2 separate regions of the Lactuca sativa genome follow, and region 2 is linked to region 1. A link is a contact called in public Hi-C data. All regions are on one chromosome and are shown on one strand. Each heading gives the region's core, a stretch centred on a gene start, on an enhancer-like site or on the middle of the called end of the contact. The rest is flanking DNA. Distances are from core to core; before and after follow the strand shown. Region 1 holds the start of LOC111905634 (E3 ubiquitin-protein ligase RMA1H1). Region 2 holds the start of LOC111905636.

Region 1 (4,774 bases), core at 642-3,141:
CATCCCGGTAGTAGGACTTGTAGGATTTATAACATTTGGTGCTTGTTGGTATACGCGGTGATTAACTTGTTCAGTTGGGGCCCTAACCACCCCACAACTCGGACTCAAGGGTCTACGTGGGATCACCATCCCTAAATCTAGACTCTTTTCATCTGGCTGTGGTTTTGTGGTTTGGCCTGGGCTGTATAACGGGACTAGGGTTTTTTGAGAGATGTCACGTTTGCAGACAGGGCATTGTGGGTTATGGTTGATTAGGGTTTCGGGTGAACTGTTTTGGTGTTTGATCCATTTGTATATACATGGCCAACAATAGAGGTGGCCGCAGAGTGTTACCACAGGATCTTCGACGGAATCTAGACAGATATTGCAGTCGAAACCGGAGGAAAGACAGTTCTCAGAATCTTCTTGGGATTCTGATAATGATTTCCATTTTTCGGAAGAGGTTTCATTGTTTTTGATGAAGTTGTTATTAATGACAGTTTCTTCGGGATATTGCTCCATTGCCATTTGATTTGATGGATTGATGTTGATGTCTGAAAAAACAAACATAAACTAGCATTACATTTGGTTGAATATAATAGAATAAACACGCCTAATGGACATGATATAAAAAATAAGTAATAGAATAAATTAGAATACTTCATGATAATGTTTTTGTTAAAAATGAATAATTTTTCATGCGAATAATATTGATTATTATGTTATCAACTAAATACAATGTACACTAAATACATTGTACAGGTTTCACATGATCCTATTATTTTTAGTAATAAATTATTTTATCTATAATATTAAAAAATATAACAACTCATCAAAAATCAAATAATATTATAATAGAAATACATACTTTAGTTCTTTTTAAAAGATAAAATCGATATGCTATTAAAATTATTTTTTTTTATTTATAAAAAGCACGTAAATAAAAATAGTGTTATATTCTAATTCTATTCATTTTTATTTCTCGTTCGATTTCAACCCTATATCTTTTAATTTCCTGTGACTTTTAAACTATTGCATAACATATCAAATCTCAAAAACAATAACAAAAATGAAATATAAGAATGTATATCATCACATATATGACGCAATTTTCCATTGTAGTTCATCTTTAAAAAAACACGGCTTACAAATATTAAAAAAAAAAAAAACGAATCAATTATTTCATAATAGATTATCAGACGAACCTTCTTGTTTGTAGTGAAAACGCCATTAAAGAGTTTGATGAGATAAGGACAATTCACCACATGCCATTAAATAGTTTGATTTTAAAATTCATGAGATACTAAATTAGGATTTATATAATATCATAACAAATTAACGACGTTAACTAGACAAGATGTCATATTTTTCTTAAATTTGTATCATACGCCAGAATACACCTTTTACCATAGGAATTAACAATCCTTGATATGAGTTATAATACTTTCAAATAATAAAAAATATATATATAAATAGATATCATACAAACTATTTCATTGCAAATTGCAGAAGGAACAAAAAAACCCTAAAACCCGAGCAAATTCAATCATAAATTCTTCATGAAATACCAAACAGTTTGCAAATCTGTAAAAAGTAACTTAAATCAACACATTGAGTCACTGTTTCAAAAACAGCGATGAATCAGAGATACAGAATTTCAATCTCTGTTTCAATATCTCGTCAAATTACAGATCTAAACAGCTTCGAAATCGAATAGAGTATAAAGAACTAATAGAAAAGGAAATTACACTCACCAATTAAACGCTGAATTTGAAATTATCTTTGAGATTGTAAATCGGTGAAACGGGATCCGATGAGAGAACTGTTTCTTGATGGAAATTGTGAGCTTCGAGTTGATGAGGAGAGTAGATGATGAGATGAAGTTGAATTATATATAGACACACAAAGTGGTGGTAAAATAAAATAAAATAAAAAGTAGAAAATAGAAAATTAATATATGCAGCATAAGAATGACGTGGCGTCGGTGTACTGTGCATCTACGTAAAACTGCCGATCTTATCCTTGACGACGTGGACTGTTTTTGCTTGCTACGTCTTTGAGCATTTAATAAGAGCCTTTTGGTAATAAATCACTGACATTTGATCATTATTTAAAAAGAAATGAATTTTAAAAATCTAGTTTGAACAGAGATCAGGTGAGTCATTATATTGAGGTGTCATAATGTTTAATATAATTTCTAGTTGGGGTTTTCTGTATGATGTATTAATCAAATTTGTTTTAAATAGATCGATTAAAGTGATTTGGAAGGTTAGTTTGATAGATTGAAGCCGAGCTTTTGTAACTTATAAAAGGTAAAATAAAAACTATTATTATTTTCTGTAGGGGGTAATATATTTTTGGAATTTTATATATTTGGTCACTGAGTTTTTTTTTTATTTATATTCGCCCTTTCAAATTGTCTAACTCTCCACATTCGATCATTATGACTAACTAATACAGGTAAGCCGAAAAATATGACTTAATATCATAATATATTTTTCACTTTATATACATTTAGTTCGTAAGTTTTTGGTACATTTAGTCCTTCATATTTTTTACAAAATAAATATTTGTTGTTTTGTACCCATTCACTATTTATGAACGGTTCTTTAAGGTTTTTATCAATACATCCTACATCAGACAATCATTAAGGATGTGTATGTTCATGTTTATGGTCATTACAACCTTAATTGTTTGTTGTTTATGTCTTGTGTTCTTAACATCGTAACTTCTTCATACGATCTCAAATTTTAATGATCATTATATCCATAAGTTCATATCTTAGTCTACTAAGATTTTCGTTTAGATTACTCCTATTAAAAAGTAATATATTTTACTTACGATTTTATAAAAAAAACGGTTCATATATATATATATATATATATATATATATATATATATATATATATATATATATATATATATATATATATATATATATATATATATATCGTAAGTAAAAATATATTATTTTTTAACGGGAGTAATCTAAATGAAAGTTGTAGTAGACTTAAATACGGACATTCAAAATACAAGACCTAAGCAACCAAACAGTTGAGGTCGCATTGGACATAAGCATCAACAGTTGCAAATACCTCAATAATAATTGTCCCACATAGAATATCATGAGAAAAACCTAAAGAACTCAGTTATAAGTACTAAATGTCTACAAAAACAACAATGATTTATTTTGTAACAAATAAAAAATTATTAAGGACTAAATGTGCAAAAAAAATATTAAGGACTAAATGTGTACAAAGTGAAAATTATATTACCCTATTAAGTGATTTTTTCCGATTACCGGGAGTAGCTAGTCATAAGAACTGAATGAGTACAATTAAACAAGTTGAATTGGCAAATATGGACGAAAAAAACTCAGTGATCAGATATATACAAATCGAAAAATATATTATCCTTTTAAGTCATTATCCCTTTCTTGAAGAGAAATAGTTGAAAAAAAAAGATCTCATATGGAATTACATTCCTTGATCACCAACTTAGTGTCTATTTTGGGTGTATTTGGCAAAAGTAGCCGGTAACGGGTAGATTATAACAGGTAGCGGGTAGCTTGTAGTATATTTTTAATGCTACGTGAAGTAATATTTGGATTTGGAGTGTTTTGTTCAAACTAAATGCTAGAAGTTTGTAATGTCAAACGAAATTATCTGTTCAAATCGGAGCACTTTGTCAAACACTAAAAGTTTAGGTATAATGCTTATTAATGTTAGATTATGTTTTTTTTTTTTTTTGTGCAAGCTTCAAAAACTACTTATTTCCGTTATCAATTATTTGGTTCAAAGAAAAGAAAAGACCAATTGTATTGAAACCTTGTTTAAAATAATTTTGACCCAACTTTGAAAAAACTATTTGATATTTTTGTGCTCCCAACATACCGAAATCCAAGATCCACCATTAGTTATGATATCTCAAATTTACAATTTAGAGAAACTATTAATGTTAGATTATGTTTTTTTATTGTTTAGTTATACTGCAAGTAAATGAGATTTTGGGTTTTGGGGAAAACGTGAGTTTGTGGCGTGTTAATAACATCTATTTTAATCATATAATTTTGTTGTTATCTTATTATTTTATCCTACGTTATGATATTATTAACACTTAATATCCTTAAATATGCTTATAATTATTATTTTATAGACATAATACGTTGCTAGACAAAAGAAAGCAAAAAGACTGAAAACGGAGTTTAATCGCAAGATGTTGGAAAAATATTGAATTACGGTAGGCGTGCTACGCGCATATATATATATATATATATATATATATATATATATATATATATATATATATATATATATATATATATATATATATATATATATATATATATATATATATATATATATATATATATATACACTAGGCGAATGTCCGCACGTTGCATAGAAACACCTATGTAGTTGAAGTCTTTACAAATATATGATTTTTTAAATATAAAAATAATGTTGTTGTTAAATTTGATATAATAATTTGTATATACTAAATTGATATAATATATTGATTATTTTGAACTATATGACAATATATACATTTATTATAACTTCATAATCACAATCGTTTGAATGACTTCTACCCGTAAGTTACATATGAATAAAATTAAATATAATATATGATTTGATGTTATTTATAATTGTTTTTATTGTTAATTAATTTTTTAAAATTTATTTGCTTAATATTTTAATTTCTATCATTATAACTATTTAAAACATCAAATATTGTTTTTTTTTTAATTTTAAAGCTAATAATATAATCATTTATATAGAGTTGTTTTTAACTA
Region 2 (4,774 bases), core at 1,659-4,158, 230 kb after region 1:
TGGTTGCTAGACTATTTTCTCTAGCGATTAGAAAACCATTACTTTTTTAACCATTTTTCCAAATTACATATAGATAAAATACATAAGGGTACAACATATTTTCACCAATTTATCGATTTAGCCATTCAATTACTATTTTATTATTGATTAAGCCATTGCACTATTATGGGTTTTATGCAGAAAAGTCTCAATATTTTGGGGAAAAAAATTATGAAGTCCTGATTTTTTTTTAATAGAAAAGTCCCAATTATTTAACATTTTGCCTAAATTAACGAAAGCATCCTCTTTTTTATTTGAAGAGGAAATGACAGATTATGTGATTTTCCCAAAATAATGGGACTTTGTTGTTCAAAAAAAGAAACATTTAGCACTTTATCAAAAAATTTCACAAAATAATGGGACTTTTCTGCATAAAACCCACACTATTATTATCATAATCATAATACAATAATAGTTTAGTGACCAAATCAAAAGGTTTAACTCAATTATGTATCTTCATTAAATTTTAATCTTAAGAAAATGTACACAAAAGAAGCATTGCAATTTTCATAGGACTGAAAAAGTATTAAACAAAGTAGAAAAAGGTTTTAAGTAAATTTGGAATAAGATATTTTTAAGTAGAGTAAATTACATGAATGATCCCTATGGTTTAGGTTAATTTGCGCGTTTGGTCCTTAACTTATTTTTTAACTCGGAAGGTCCCTACTGTTTGTTTTTTTTACGCGTTTGGTCCCTGTCTTACCTAAAAAAACTATTTTGCCCTTGATTTTTTAATTTATTTAAATAAACCCCTAACCCCAACCCCCCCCCCCCCACCTTACTTTACCTATCCCACCATTTTTCCCTATTTAAATATTAGTCTTTTTAGGTAAGACAAGAACCAAACACGTAACAAAAACAAACAATAAGGACCTTCTGAGTTAAAAAAACAAGTTAGGGACCAAGCACGCAAATTACCCCAAACCATAGGGACCATTCGTGTAATTTACTCTTTTAAGTAAATTAAAATGGGTCCCACAAAATCAATTACCTTCAAACGCCTAAACATTGCAGCGGAATTGCTCCACGTACCATCAATCAAGATAAAGTTCATTATTTCACTCGAATTTGTCTGTATAAAAATCGAGCATTTTATCACTTTATGGTTAAATGCAAGAAATAGCAATGTTATAGCATTCTATCTAATTATAGAAAGAAAAAAATCCATTGCTATAATAAAGTAAACTTTTCAAAGTATAATAAGAAAAATAAATTTTGAAAGTACAATTTGTAAACTTGTAATAAAAAGAAACAAAAGTATTGATGACAATGACATTATACAAAAATAAATGAAAGAACATTGTCATTTCATGCATTATTTACTATTTAGCCCTTCTTTCCCTATAAATGATCAATTAAATATGACACACCCTTAATTGAGAATTCTCATTTCTCTTACTTCTCTCTTTTAACTTTTAAGTCATTCTTAAAAGGAAACACAAACATATAGCTTACCCAATTAACTCATATTCCCATTAAGTCCATTAAATAAAATAAAAATAAAATATCAAAAGGATTAAAGTGAAAGTACCGAATGTTGTTCATGAAGAAAACTTGTTGACATATTTCCATTAAAGCTATCTTCAACAGACTTTGTAGGTGCATTCTTATTTGGATAAAGACACCAAACATTATTTCTCCCTGAAATTTTTTGTTTCTAAATTATAAGTAAAACATTGAAATATAAATAGTTTTTATTCTTATTGAAGTGGAAGATCAATAAGAAGAAACCTGAATGCATGAATGCTTTCCACATTATTTCTTCATGTTCAGCTATCCCATATATGCATAATGTGGCTGAATTAATGCCAAATACTTGCCATAATAACTTCCCTGTGTTGTTTTGCCTCAAGAAATCCTACAAAAGTAACAAGATCATCTCAAATTACTAAAAAGAAACAATCAATTTGCTATAAAAAAAATCGGTGAATAGTGATTAGTGTATTATGTATATACCTTTGGATGCATATATAACCAAAACCGCATCCTATGCCAAAGAGAACAAGGCACAACACTCAAACACATGCAATCTTCAAGAGGAAGCCAACACTGTAATAATTCGATTAAAACCACAAAAGATACAGACTTGTTTTTCTAAGAAAATCAAAGATGATATAAGACGATTAGGAGAGACTATAGCTATGGAAGTGAATCGTATGATAAACCTTTTGGCAAAGGTAACCTCTGCTTCCGAGTAAACGACATGCTATTTGTCGAGCTGAAAAGAAATGGAGCTTTTGTTCAGAATCATCTAAAGCCCTGTATTTTGCTCTGTGTTTTTTATCTTCTTGTGTCTTGAAGTCCCCCTGAACATTAGCATAGTTACAACTTACACAAATCAATTTGCTCTAGAATGATTTTGGGTATTACATTGTGATGGATATAAGATAAGGCGTCGAAATATAAAACACCCGTCGTTCAGAATTGAACGAAAACTTGATTAAATTGATGATTTGTAATCGATAAAATGGAAATAGGGTTTGAATTCCTGATACCTTGAGCTTACCACCAAGTCCACCAAATTTCATCTGGGCATCGCTTTCTGTTTCTGAAACAATCATTTCCTCGACGATTTCCGCCACTTGTGTGGGTAATGGGGAATCAGTACCCCAAGCCTGCCATTCTTGTAGGCTAATAGTGATGGGTGACGTGGGTCTTGCTTCATTGATGTATCTTCCATGGTCTCCAGATGAAGGAGACGCATCGGCGGAAGAATCAATAGAGAGGGCACCGGAATAGACGGTGGTTGAGGGTGGCGCAGCCATGTAGGTGGTGGTGCGTAGAAAGGTGTATTTTGAGCATTTGAGTATGTTGAAGACCCTAAAGCTTGTAGCAGCAGAGGTGAACATGGTTTTGCTTTACTAGTTATTATTATTGGGTTTAAAGATTTGATTACTAGACTATCAAAAGACCCAAGGCCCAGCTAGGACACCCATATTGTTTACAATCTCAAGTTCTCAACCCATGACATCATCATTGCCTCATCATGGGTAAGCAAAGAGGGTTTTTAATCCGGCTTGGAAATGGGTTAAATTTTTATTTGGATCTAATGTTATTAAAACGTTTTTAAAATTTTGTTGGTTTTTGCTTAAAGTTTGATTTTATGTGCTAATTTGTTAGTTTTTAGCTTCTAGCTGGTTTTTTCCTTTAAAAGTCAGTCATTCTTACCTCATTGGACGAAGATGTTGAATGGGTTGCCAAGTTAGTATCAATGACTCGTGTCTTCAAGAGAAAAGGGGGAATAGAATGGGGGCATGGGGGTATTCGAACTTGGGTCTCCCATTGGGAGCTTTAACCGCCAAAATAGGACTTTTATGTATTCACTTCGAACTTAATCTATTTAACGTGTATCTTTCTGGAACTTTTAAATAATAGGTATTATTATTATTATTATTATTATTATTATTATTATTATTGTTATTGTTATGAACTTATACATATATTATTAAATATGTTCTTAAATGTGTAAATATATTTTTAAACGTATAAATATAATTTTAAAGGTATTTATATATTTAGAAAACGAATTTATATATTTAAAAAGTATGTAGACATTTAACAATGCATTTTATATTTGAAAGTGTATGTATACTTTCAAAATACATATTTAAACGTGTAAAACTTTTTTATACATATAAACATGCATCAAGACGTTTTATATGTATTTAAACATATAAAAATATTTTTTGTACATATAAAAATATATCAAGACGTTTTATATGTATTCATATGGATACATTATGTATAAAGACATTTTTAAAAAGTTCATATGTATAAATTATGTATAAAGACCTTTTTAGTAAAATTATATGTATAAAAATATATAAAAAACAAATAGTTATATGCTTATATGTATAAACATATAAATATTTATATGGTACATATGTATAAATACATTTTTATATGTTTAAATACATACAAATAACATTTTAATACATATATAAACGTATAAATATATTTTTTATAAATAAAAAAAAAACGCATCAGTAAGTTTTTATACGTAATTATATGTATACGTTATGTATAAAGGTGATTTTTGCTTATTTATATGTATAAAGACATATAAATAGTGTATTTAAACGTATTTAGTATATATATATATATATATATATATATATATATATATATATATATATATATATTTCATATAAAACATATTGTATACTTAAAAATATGAAACTACATTATAAATACATTCAAAGATATATCTATGCATTTATATATGTATAAAAAATGTTTATATATATATATATATATATATATATATATATATATATATATATATATATATATATATATATATATATATATATATATATATATATATATATATATATATATATCGTTTTTTTTGCTTATAAATAACATTTTTATACATATTTAGATGCATAAAAACGCTTTTCATACATATAAAGATACATCAATGTGTTTTTATAAAAAAAATACATATATACCTAATAAATATGTTAAAATACATTTTTATGCGGTATATATGTTTTTAAAAATAAAATATTACGATTTTCAATATATAACGCGCTCGAAAAAAATATAATAATAATAATAATAATAATAATAATAATACAAATAATAATAGTAATAATAACAACAATAACAACAACAACAACAACAATAATAATAATAATAATAATAATAATAATAATTGTTCCGGCATATAACACATAATGTATATTAAGTTATGAAATAAAACACAAAAATACTTCTAGCTTGCTATGGA

The links. A called contact is a pair of places that touch in the nucleus more often than the background predicts.
Region 2: a contact with region 1 is called in a Hi-C map of leaf, with 9 times the contacts expected there. The contact joins the promoter of LOC111905636 here to the promoter of LOC111905634 in region 1. A contact is called at or near these places in 3 of 4 Hi-C or Micro-C datasets (leaf and seed).

The regions. Positions count from the first base shown.
Region 1 is chr8:229,895,574-229,900,347 of Lsat_Salinas_v11, forward strand. It overlaps LOC111905634 (E3 ubiquitin-protein ligase RMA1H1), which reads right to left and starts at 1,892. Exons shown (of 2, transcript XM_023901324.2): 1 at 1,734-1,892; 2 at 1-533. The coding sequence starts at 507.
Region 2 is chr8:230,126,413-230,131,186 of Lsat_Salinas_v11, forward strand. LOC111905636 reads right to left here and starts at 2,909. Exons shown (of 8, transcript XM_023901327.3): 1 at 2,535-2,909; 2 at 2,205-2,345; 3 at 1,996-2,088; 4 at 1,771-1,897; 5 at 1,571-1,680; 6 at 1,031-1,111. The coding sequence starts at 2,888.